Regions from separate parts of the Sus scrofa genome. Here region 2 is linked to region 1. The links are chromatin contacts, called in public Hi-C maps. All regions are on one chromosome and are shown on one strand. Each heading gives the region's core, a stretch centred on a gene start, on an enhancer-like site or on the middle of the called end of the contact. The rest is flanking DNA. Distances are from core to core; before and after follow the strand shown.

Region 1 (6,120 bases), core at 2,069-4,568:
CTTGGATCCCACGTTGCTGTGGCTCTGGTGTAGGCCAGTGGCTATGGCTCTGATTAGACCCCTAGCCTGGGAACCTCCATATGCCGCAGGAGTGGCCCAAGAAATGGCAAAAAGACCAAAAAAAAAAAAAAAAAGATGATCAAAAATCAAAAACGCCCTCACAGATCCTGAAGTTCAGGGTCCACTTTTGCAAAAAGACATTTAAGGATTCCAGACTGTTAGCTTCATATTTCCAACTCAGGCTTTTCTATCTTATGTAATGGGATCAGTAATACGATGGTATTAAGAAATTACTAAATATTTGAACAAGTTGGGGATATTCACATCTCAATTTTAATGAATTAAAAGAAGTTTCTCTCTAAGTGCAGTTCTTGTTCCCTCAGTCCTCAAGCCCTGTGGTTCTCAATCCTGGCTGCACATTGGGATCACCTAGGGAGACTTAAAAAAAAAAATCCCTTGGTCTGGATCCCATCCTGGATTTGATCCGGGGATAAGTGAGAGTCAGTGCTAAGAACAACTTCTTCCTTTCACCCTGCTTAGCTGCTCATGCTGAGAAGAGGGCAATATCAGGGGTCCACCCTCAGAATTATTCAAGCATCATCCATTTTTGGAGCTAAATGGCACCTCAAAGGGCATGAGTTCAATCTCATTTTACAGAGTAGGAAACAAAGGCCCCCAGAGGACTCCTAGCCCCCTGCCTCCTCCTATGCTGGTTTCTGCCAATGCCTGGCTGCCCTCGGGCCCCTAGGCCTCTGGACCACAAGACCCTTCATTCAGAGGGAGGAGCAAAGGAAACCTTCAGATCTCCAAGGCCATTTTGCTGCCAGGGGGTGCCCAATATGCCCCTTTCTCTGGCATGTGGACCTGGACACAGCAAAATCCTACCTCAAGTCCTCTTCCTAACATACCCCAGAACTGAGGATGAAAAGCCAGGAGCCTGCTGGCTCACAGGAAAAAGAAGCCCACCCTCCCACTCCTGGGCATCTATCCAGAGGAAACCATGTCTCGAAAAGATCCACGTACCCCATTGTTCACTGCAGCACTATACACAATAACCAAGATGTGGAAACAACCTAAATGTCCATTGATGGAGGAGTGGATCAAGAAGATGTGGTACATACACACAATGGAATATTACTCAGCTACAAAAAGGAAAGAAATAATGTCATTTGCATCAACATGAATGGACCCAGAAATTATCATCCTAAGTGAAGTTAGATAGTGAGACATCAATGTTATATGCTATTACTTATATGTGGAATCTATAAAAAGGACACAATGAAATTCTTTGCAGACCAGACTTTCAAAGACTTATGGTTTCCAAAGGAGACAGGTTGGAGGTGGGGGATGGGCTGGGGGCTTGCGACAGAAATGCTATAAAATTGGGTTGTCATGATCACTGTACAACTATAAATGTTATAAAATTCATTGAGTTAAAAAAATAATTTAAAAAAAGAAGCCCACCCTGGCATGGAGCAATCACATCAATGTGGCACCCAAAGGCTGCCCAAGCAGAAGCCAGAGGAGACCTGAGAGGTTCTGCCGTGGACAGGAGACTCCTGCACAACAGTAACAGCCCTGAGTGGGTGGCCTTGGCCTATACTCTCTTCTGGAGACATTCTGGCCCTGAAAAGGGAGTTTTGGGGTAAAATATCTGCTGATTTTTCATGCCCTGTACCTCTAATCACTGCCCTTTTCCAACCTTAAGATTCCATTATTAATTTCTCCTTAGCAGCTTTGAGGGGGAAAAAACAAAAAACAAAAAACAAAAACTCTGAGGGTTGGGGGAAGGGGTGCTATGCAGGGATAAAGTGAAACAGCATCCCCCCTAGCCTCATGGGTCCCCTTCCCTGAGCCCCCAGCTTCTGGTCAGTGGCCTTCCACCTCTGGTACAGACACTGCCCAGATACCTGGCAAACAGGGAGCTCACCTCCCAGAGACTGCCCATCAGGGGAATCCTGGGTGCCTGTCTCAAAACCAGGCCCAAAGCTAAATTCCTTAGAAAGTACAGTGAGCTCCAATCTGCTCTGTGTGATCTTGAAGTGGGGTGGGGGGCTGTCCAAAGAAGCAAATAGGAGAACCCCTCTGAGTCCCTTCAGAGTTCAAACTTATCCTGGTGGGTGATACCCCCCAGGGAAGGACAGTGAACTGCAGGAGGGGGTGGGGGTAGGGGCTGTAGGTAGCTTCTACCTGGAAGCAGAGCTGATCAGCAGCCAGTGCTGAGGTAAGTCCCTTTCCAGAGGCTACACGTGTGTTTTAGCTACACTGCCTGGATCATACCCCCAAAAAGTCTATCCTTCCTGCTTGTTGGTGTCTGTGAGCTTTATCAATGGAAGAGCCAACCCTTCACAGGGTCCCTGGCTCCATGAATCATGCCCCAGGCAGTCCTCCACCCCCATACCAGCCCTAGGGTCCCAGGAGGCAGAGGGAGATGGGACACTGGGAGCCAGGCATTGGAACCTTACCAGGGCCAACATAATTCTATGGTAATAAATGCAAGGCATTACTTCTTAATATTAAAATATGGCTATGATAGAATATAAAATTCACGTGCATTTTTTCAAAGATAGAAAGAAACTTCAAAATCATCTCACCCATCACTGGCTGCCCTGAGTGCCCGTGGAATCCTCTCCTCCCCAACACTGTGGATTAGATGGAGTCGTTGCAGCACTGCCAGAGGGTTACAGTGCAGCCAGGGAGTGCGGGTCCAAAAGGAAAGCTGCCTTATTACAGTCCTCCCCCAGCCAAGGGAAGCAGAAAAGCCAACTGCCCCCTTCCTAAGTCCCCGCCCCCCTGCTACTTTCTGGGAACAATTCTGGCTCAGGGAGGTCGTGCAGGGCGGGTGCGCTGCTTGCCGCCACCTGTCTGGGTGCCCACCCGCCTGCCTGAGCTTCCCCTCCTGCGATTCCTACCATGTCCCCCGCGGTGGCTGGATTGGCTCCTCGGGGCGCTCAGCCTACTCGCCAGCTCATCCTGCCGCCCCAGGCTGCTCCTAGCGCCACGATTCTCCCGGCTTCCCTGGACCTGGGTTTCCCGGACCGAGGGGCCACAGCTTCCTAACGGCCAACTCCCAGACGAGAGAGATGAGCGGTGGGATGCTCTGCGGTGGGGTTGGTAGAGGTCTATAGGCGAATGCAAATGGGGGGGTCTCTGGGGCTGCGAGAATCTGCCGTTCTGCGGGACCCCTCCCACAGCCTCGAGCCTCTGTAATCGGCTGAGGACGTTTGCAGAGTTTGCAAAGTCCCTGCCGAGCATCCCGGCCCAGCCTCCCCACTTTCCCGAAAGCACGGGAGGGGGGAGCTCCTTTCACAATAAAAGCCCTACCCGGGGTTCAGGCAGCCTCAGCCGCCTCGAGCAGGAACCCAGGTGCTAGAAAGGAACGGCCCCGCCTGCCGCTGGGTGAAAAACCAAAGCTGGGCAGCGAGACTGTGCATCGCCACGATCTCGCCTCCAAGGAGTCCGGGGCTCTGGAACGGCGGAAACCCCGGGGTTCCTGCGGAGGGTCGCAAAACTATCACTTTCCCCTGCAAAGCCTCTGAAAGACAATTTTACTGGAGCCTCACAGCCTTGTTTGAGCCCAGTCATCAAGCGCGATTTGGAAGGAAAGTCTGTTGACCACTTAAGGTCATTAACACTGAACAGCTTCTCTCCTTGAGAACTAATCAGTGTTTAGGTCGCAGGAGTAAGCACCTGATATGGATGCACAGACAGCACCTTACACTCCCTGGGTAATCTCCCAGCGCTGTGGCACAGGCCAGGCAGGACCTAAAGATCTGCATGCTCCGTGTTGGAGACAGGACCGGGCTTGGAATCCAAAGCCCTGGAATTGGAGGCTGGTCTCTCTGTTAACAGCTGAGCCACCTTCCACCAGGGCCTGGACCTCTTTTAGATCAGTGTCCCCAAGTAGCCCAATGTTTGAATCTCAGGATTCTTAACAGCCTGTAGAAAGGAAGGTGGAGGTGGGGACAGAGTCAGCAGTAGGGCTCTGAGAGAATCTGGGAGCCAAGCTGAAATATTACCCTCCAAGACTGAAACTAGTAAGAACCATTGTTAGATGGACAGAAGCTGGTATCTTCCCAGCAGTCCCCTGCTGCCGAATGCTTTGAGGATGTCACTACTAACATTGCTTCTTAAGAGGATCTCCTTAAAGTGTGTGTGTGTGTGTGTGTGTGTGTGTGTGTGTGTGTGTGTGTGTGTAGTGGGGATACAACAGATTCAAAGGATTTTTTCGGTCCTTATTATGTTCCAGATGCTTTCCATAGGTCATTGCATTTCATCATTACAAGCAATCCTAAGACAGAAAATTTATTACCACCATTTTTCAAATAAGGAAACTGAAGATTAGGTAGCTGAAGTGACTTCCCTGAGGCCAGATAGTAAGTAGTTTCACAAACCAAAGTCTATTTGCTAGAGCAGGTAAGAGAGAGGAAGAAATCTATAAGTCAGGAACAGGACATAGGATGCAGTGCTGAAAACTCTAGTTTGTGCTTAGGGAGGATGAGGAGGACTGGGAATTTGAGCGCTGACTGAGGAACATAAAGCAAAAGGGAGTGGGACAGACAGTACAGACTTTTTTGTGTTTGGTCCAGCCATTTGGGGAGAGTCTCCTTTTCTAACTGCAACCTATGTAAGATGTACATCCTATGTACACACATACACACATACACATAAATGTAACAAAGTTTTAGCAATTGTTATCACATGTGATGCACTCCAATATTTTCTATTCTACCCCATCTTAATTATTTTTAATGGTGTTCTCTAATCATTATATTTCTCTAAAATCCACTAATGAGTACAGTTTGAAAAACTATGGAGAGTAGAATAGAGACAGTTCTTTAATGTTTTCAAAGAGTTTTGTGGTCTTTAGCAGAATGCGTCTGCTATATAGAAAAGTTTTTTTGTTTTGTTTTGTTTTTTCATTTTAGGGCCACACCTATGGCTTATGAAGATTCTCTGGGCTAGGGTCGAATCAGAGCTGCAGCTGCCAGTCACAGCCACAGTCACAGCAATGGCAGATCCAAGCCACATCTGTAACCTATGCCAACCTACACCACAGCCTGCAGCAACCCCAAATCCCTAATCCACTGAGTGAGGCCAGGGATCAAACCCACATCCTCACAAAGACAGGTTCTTAACCCATTGGGCCATAATGGGAACTCCTAGAAAAGGAATTTTATATGCAGGATTCTGTTGGTCAACTTTGAGAACACTGAACACAGATTTTTTTTTTTTTTTTGGCAGTCAGACCTGCCAGAGCCTTTGAAGGTAATAGATGTTGAGGTTTCCTGAGATAGGAGGAGAGTGCCCAGTTTTTCCCAGGTTTACTAGATAGAAAACTCTCAGAGAAGTCAGCTCTCAGGACTCAGGGGACACACTTGAGAAAAGCTGCTCCAGGACCTGGCCCAAACAAGTGAAATGTCATACATGAACAAGGAGTCAAAACTCTACATTCTGAAGCCCAATCCCAAGCTCAGCCATTCTGTCCAACTGATATTCTGCTCTGCAAAGGATCAAGTACCCAGATGGTTAGTGTAGGGACTCCATTCATAAATGAACAACTGCCACTTTTAAAACCCAGAAGGAATGTGAGTCGTCAGTGTCCAGGAATGACCACAAGTGCGGAAGCAGATAAACTGCTTAGCTGAGGACACTCTAGGATCTGGGATCACTCCACCTGCCTTTCACAAGATTCTGCCTAGACTCTTGCCTTCCCTTTCTTTACTAACTCCTAGTTGACACTGATTCCTTCCAGCTCTGAATATATTAAATTTAGATAACCAATAAATGCCCTCCTTTCTAGGAAACAGCATTTCATGCAGTATTTACTTAGAGAATTTGGCTACTTGGAGGTTGGGCCGAGGACACCGGTAGGGCTTCTGGTTACACAGGTTACACAGTGGATGTTGCATGTGGGAAATATCAACTGAGATTGGCTGATGTTGGTGAGGAATATTTTACTATTTCCACCAAAGAGTGCTTCCCACTTCATCACGGAGTGAATCTCTCTATCTTCACCATTTCTAAGGAGTTAAATTTCCAATTTGCTCTAAAGACATTTTAGGGCTCCTTATAAATGAGTACCCCAGGCAGCTCCCCAACTGGCCCACTGTTTAATAT
Region 2 (5,892 bases), core at 127-2,626, 8.9 Mb before region 1:
CAACGCCGGATCGTTAACCCACTGAGCAAGGGCAGGGACTGAACCTGCAACTTCATGGTTCCTAGTCGGATTCGTTAACCACTGTGCCACGACGGGAACTCCTGTTGGAAGTTTTTTAATCATAGTTTCAATTTCAGTTCTTATGATTGGTCTGTTCATGTTTTCTCTTTTGTCTTGGTTTAGCCTTGGAAGATTGTACTTTTCTAAGAATTTATCCATTTCTTCTAGGTCGTCTGCTTTATTGGCGTATGGTTGCTTGTAGTAGTCTGTTATGATCCTTTGTATTTCTCTGGTATCCATTGTAACTTCTCCTTTTCATTTCTAATTTTATTGATTGGAGCTCTCTCAGTTCATTTCTTCCCTCCTGCCTGCCCCATGGTCAGCAGGGGTCAGTGTTCCAGCTGCACATTAAGAGTTGGGGGTACTGAGGGGTGAGGCAGCTGGTAGGGGCTGATGGCGAGCTGGGCACTTTAAATGCATTGTGTTGGGGACTCCTGGATGCCTCCACACAGCATCCCATTTACAAGTGAGGAAGCTGAGCCTCAGGGAGGTGAAACACTTGGTAAAGTGCCACAGCCCTGCTGGTCCCCATCCCAGCCTGGGACACCTCACAGAGGGGTTCCCTGGAAGCCCTGGGGTGGGGTGGGGTGGGGCGGACATCTCATCCCTCAGGATCCCTTATTCTGTGTTTTTTTATTTAGCGGATATGAAGTTAGGGCCAACAGTGTGTCCAAGATGCAGGCTGTGGAAGAAATAAACATTGTAGGCTCACCCAACATGGGCCTCACAAGGAAGGAGTCAAAGTAACTAGTTTTCAACTTCTGGTGTCTCTTCCTGGCTGACCGACCTCCTCCACATGTGCTCTGCTCGGGCCACAGCGTGTCTCTGGCACATGCACCAGGTACTCGTGTCAGGGCCGCTTCTCCCTGAAGCCCCTTCCCAGGAGTCTCACCAGGTAGGCAGGGCCAACGGAGCCCTGTCCTGTGCCTGGCTGCCTTCTTCCTCTGGGAGCAGTGTGGCCTGCTGTCCACCCATCCCCTTCCCCCACGGTTCTCCTAACAAGGTCATGCCTTTTGGAACCAGGTTCCTCAGGGCCAGGGCTGTCCTTAGATGGGAAGGGCAGGAGGTCAGCCTGGCCGGTGTTGATGGGAATGTCCCCTGGCTGAACTCTCCGCTAGGGTCAAGGGAGTTGGGATCCTGCCCAGCGGGAAAAAGTTTCTCGTTTACATTTCCTCACCTCCCTCTTTCAGGTCTAGTGTCTTTCCCCATGACCAGGAGTTCGTAGAAATGGTTAAGTATAAGCCTGTGTGCTGGGGCTGAGGGTACTAAACCCGCATGGACAGTTCCGGATTTCTCTACTAATGCGTCTGCTCTGAGAGTGACTCACCCCTAACCGGGGCGGGGAGCCAGCTGGCAGGGGGAGGGAGGCCCGCGTGGAGTCCAGATGGTGCATGTGCCCTTGGATTTGGCAGTGGGCATGTCATAGTGTGAAGGGTCTCGGAGCAGCATCAGGGCTGCGCTGAGCTGCATGGATGGGGTGGCTGGGAGGCACGTGCCCTGAGGCTGACGAAACTAAGAGTCACCAAACCATGGACCAGAGGCTTTCAGGAATTACTCTTAAGTCCTGCCAGGAACCCCAGCCTCCTGGGACTGGGACTGGATCGAACAAGTGGGTCCTAAGAAACCTGAATAAGTCTCACCCCTCAGACATAATCCTGATACTTTCTCTGGTTAAGTCCTTTGCCAAGGAGCCATTCAAAAACTGCAGTGACTAAAACAAGAACCTAAAAGGGGAGGCGGCGGGGACTTGTCCTCACCACTGCAGGCCTGGAAGGGCAGGCTTTTGCTGCTGTCAGCTCTACCCCAGCCCTGGTCTCAGGAAGAAGGAAGTTTTATTTCTTCATGATTTTAGGCTGTGGAGAGGATAAGAAATTGCTTTGCCTTCTCAATTCTGTACAAAAGCATGGTTTCTGCTGGCTACACCCTCTCTCTCCAAATGCCCTTTGAAAGGCTGATGAGCAGCCCCTGTTCTTGGAGATCCCAAAGCCCCAGCTTTCCCCCTACCAGCCCTGGGAGAGTGAGTTGTCCCGACAGGTGGGCGAATCCTGCGCAGTCCCACCGAGGACTTAGTTCACAGGTCACAGAGCGGCCACCACAGTCTCGTGGACCCCTCTTCCTTTCTTACTCTGGTCCAGCCCAGAGTTCTTGAGTTACCCTGACTCTGGGGGTCCCTGGGAGGGTGCATCCCTCGTGCTGCCAGCACTGAGACCCTGTGCCACCCTCCACATGGCAGGAGCACATGGCTCTCTGACAAGCCAGGCCTGTGACTCCTTGGGACCTGCACCCCCAGGTGCCTGTCCGCAGGCCTGGGGTGAGCCCCGTAGGTCAGGAGTCGGGGTCTCTAATGCATTTGTCCCTCTCTCTCCTGGGCCACAGCCACCCAACGTCATGCTGCAGTGCTGCCGAGATCATGGCTGTCCTCTTTTTCCACACCATGCGCTACAAGGCCCAGGATCCCCGGAACCCTCACAATGACCGCTTTGTGCTCTCCAAGGTAAGAGGCCAGCACGCCGACCTTCACCTGGGGTTGGGGGTCACATGGGCCCTGGGGCCCTGTCTCCCGAGTATAAGCCCAGCCCTTCCCCACCCTTCCCCACCCAGGCTCCCTTTCTCCTTCCATGGCCCGCTCTGGCCTGACTCAGCTGGTAGACTTAACCCAGTTAAGGAAGAAAGGACTGAATTAGCAGAGGACAATGGAAGTGGTCTGGGTGTCCCACTCACTTTTGGTGTTGACAGGAGTGGAGTCCAGGCCTGGGGTATAGTAGCTTTGTGGTTCTGCATGTGTCTGCTGTGCTGGGACCCAGGCTGCTCCTGCTCCCTGCTGTGCTTTCTGCAGCAGGGTTGGGGATGGGGTGCCCTGACCCTCCCCCATGAGAGCCGCAGCCACAAACCCCCGAAATCCACCTGCAGTGAGGCCGGGCTCTGTGGCCTCTGGTCTCTCGGTGTAAGCATGGGAGCTTAGAAGTCTGTCCAAGTCGTCTCACATGCCAGAAACCAGGGATTAGGGCAGCCGGCTGCCTGCTGGGGTTTTGGCCTCGGCAGCCGCACAGCTGTACTCCCGCTGCACCTGTCCTAGGGCTTTTGCTCGGCCTTGGCTTTGGGAAGCTTGGGATGAAAGGAGGGAAAGTGGCCTTCACTTGCTTCTTTCCCTGAAAACCATCCCTTGGCTGGCAGGCTCTGCCAGGCCCCCCAGGTTTGCCATAGGGTGGGAACAGTTCCCTATCTGACCCTTCCTCCCCGCCACCCATCCCCCACAGGGCCACGCAGCACCTATCCTGTATTCCGTGTGGGCTGAAGCCGGCTTCCTGCCAGAGGCAGAGCTGCTGAACCTGAGGAAGATCAGCTCTGACCTGGATGGGCACCCTGTCCCGGTAAGCTCGCCCCACCAGGAGCCTCGCCAGGCCTCTGCCTCCACTTCCTGTTTCTCAAGGCGTGTGAGAAAGAGGGCAGGGCACCCGCTGAGGAGCTGAGGGTGTTAGAGGGCAGAGGAGGGTATTAAAGTGAGGAAGAAATGGAGTTCCTGTTGTGGCACAGCGGAAATGAACCCGACTAGGAACCACGAGGTTGTGGGTTTGATCCCTGGCCCTGCTCAGTGGGTTAAGGATCTGGCGTTACCGTGAGCTGTGGTGTAGGTCGCAGATGTGGCCCAGATCCTGTGTTGCTGTGGCTGTGGCTGTGGTCGCCAGCGTTTGTGATGAAGTGTGAGGCCTTTAAGACCCCAGCCCAGGGCTCCCTGGGTCGACTGTAGACAGGGCCTCTCCTCAAACACCAAACACCAGCTTCCCTTTCCCACTGGGCTCCCTGGCCAATTAGACACAGCTTGGGACTCGAGGTTCACCACGAGTCTCTAAGGTGGTTGCAGCAGGATTCTGGGACACCAAGGGAAGGGCCCTGGGGTGCTAATTCCTGCACCCTACGTTCCTGGGTTACCATGAAAACAGTCACACCCCATTTGGGCACCCACCAGGGCCAAATAATCAGTTTTGTCTTGAGGTCTCTGAACCACTGTAAGGTGGATAATGTGGGCTTTGTTTACAGATGAGGGAACTGGGGCCCAGAGAGATGCAGTGACCATAGGCCTCGCAGCTCGCTGGTGGGCAGAGCTGGTGTTTGAGCCAGGCCCACGATTACTGCTGTAGGGGAGTGGAAGTCATACTGTGCCTTCTGCAGACCTGTCTGCACCCTTCCCCATCCCGGGTGGGGTGTGGCTATATGCCCCCTGGGCCAGGATCCTAGCAGGTGGTTCTGAGAAGCACTGCCTGTGCCTAACTGTGGCTCTCTGTCCTGACAGAAACAAGCTTTCACTGATGTGGCCACCGGATCCCTGGGCCAGGGCCTTGGGGCCGCTTGTGGGATGGCCTACACAGGCAAATACTTCGACAAAGCCAGGTAATACTTCCCCTCCCCGTCCCCACCTGTGATGAATTGGGGAGGGGTCCTGGTGGCCCAGTCTTACCCACCTCCCCCAAGTACCTCCTCGTGCCTGGGGGCTGAGTAGAAACGGAGTAATATTTGAGAGCATTTTTGGCCTGAGGCTGGTACCAGGACCAGCCCCCTTTGCAGATGAGGAAACAGCTCAAAAGAGGGAAGGGATTTGCCCAGAGTCCCCAGATAGGGACCAGCAGGGCCAAGTTTGCATCCAAGCCATGTGCTCTCTGGCCAGAATGCTCTGGTTCAGGAGTTTCCATGTTGTCCCCAAGCCAAGCATCTGGACCCTGGAAGTCTCAAAAGGCGCCACCTTTCAAGGCCCGAGTCCCATGAGCCCAGGCCCGAGGTACTCACTTGTTCTGGTTTTAGGTCTCCCTGAGCCCCTCCTATCAACCAGGAAAGAAACAGACACTGGAAAGCGTGGCTATGGAGCAGCCTGTGCAGAGAGGTTTGCTGCTCCAGCACTGGGCAGTCTGGGGGAGGCCTCTCTCGAGGCAGTTTGGCTACACGGCTATTCACTGTGGCCTGCAGACAGGTCTCTGTTGCGGGATGAGGGGGGGGGTTGGCTATAGGCTTATCAAGAAAAGCACTGATCAGGTGGTTTCTTGATAGGGTTTCACCTTGATAAGGCCCCTACGGACTAAGTGGTGACATGCATACAGTTACCCCTCTCACAGATGGGGGGGCTGGGGGAAGATGCTTGTCTAGTGTCGGAGGCAAGGTTTGAACCCAGGGCACACATCCAGAGTCCCCAGGCTGCCCCAAGGGGTTCAAGGGGAGCACAGGGAGCCCTATGGCTGGGAAGATGCCTAGAGGAGAGACCGAGGGAGCCTGACCAATAGGTGGCTGTGGCCAGGGTGGTCTTAGGGGCCACTGAGGACATGTGGCTGCAGGGAGCCTAACTGGATGCTCCACCCCAGTGAGCACCTACTGTGTGCAGGGGGGGTGGGCCCTGAGACAGCTCTCCAGAAGATGAGTGGGCCTCTGCAGTCTTCCAGGCTCACAGCCTATGTCAGAGCATTGGCCTTCATCCCTGGCTGGGCTCTGGGGCCAGGCTCAGCTACATCCAGAAGTTTGTCATCATGAAGTGAAGGAAATCACAAAGAATGGGATGTATGTTTAAGAGTATTTTATTTGGCACAGAACCAGAGCTGTGAGTTAATTATTCCCTACAGTTGCTTGAAGTAATTCCTTGTGAAGGGTCATTTCCTGACCCGAACGTAATCGAACAGGCCTGTGTAGGAACAAGGTTTAGCAGGGGTTGGCTAAGGCTCAGGTCTTGGCTGTTCCTCGCAGTTGAGGGAGTTATCAGGCTGCGTCAGCTGCCAGAGGTAGTCCTGAGAGAGCAGATCCAGTCTCCAGCCATCAACCAGGGAGCACACATCAAACTGGCTCTTCCAATTC

The links. Hi-C and Micro-C count contacts between places; a contact is called where the count stands out from the background.
Region 2: a contact with region 1 is called in a Hi-C map of subcutaneous adipose tissue, with 12 times the contacts expected there. The contact joins the enhancer-like site here to the promoter of FAM198A in region 1. A contact is called at or near these places in 6 of 47 Hi-C or Micro-C datasets (embryonic fibroblasts, liver, mesenteric adipose tissue and 3 more).

Annotation. Positions count from the first base shown.
Region 1 is chr13:26,412,835-26,418,954 of Sscrofa11.1, reverse strand. It overlaps FAM198A (protein FAM198A), which reads right to left and starts at 3,318. Exons shown (of 8, transcript XM_013981528.2): 1 at 2,913-3,318. The coding sequence starts at 2,915.
Region 2 is chr13:35,359,730-35,365,621 of Sscrofa11.1, reverse strand. It overlaps TKT (transketolase), which reads left to right. Exons shown (of 14, transcript NM_001112681.1): 2 at 2,437-2,554; 3 at 3,318-3,431; 4 at 4,352-4,449. Among named protein-coding and RNA genes, the nearest start is that of TKT, 15 kb to the left of the region's middle. Within about 2 kb of position 1,376, at least 36 of the 83 cell types and tissues checked have an H3K27ac peak or open chromatin away from gene starts, as enhancers often do. A contact at or near this core is called in liver, mesenteric adipose tissue, omental adipose tissue and 2 more, where this site is marked.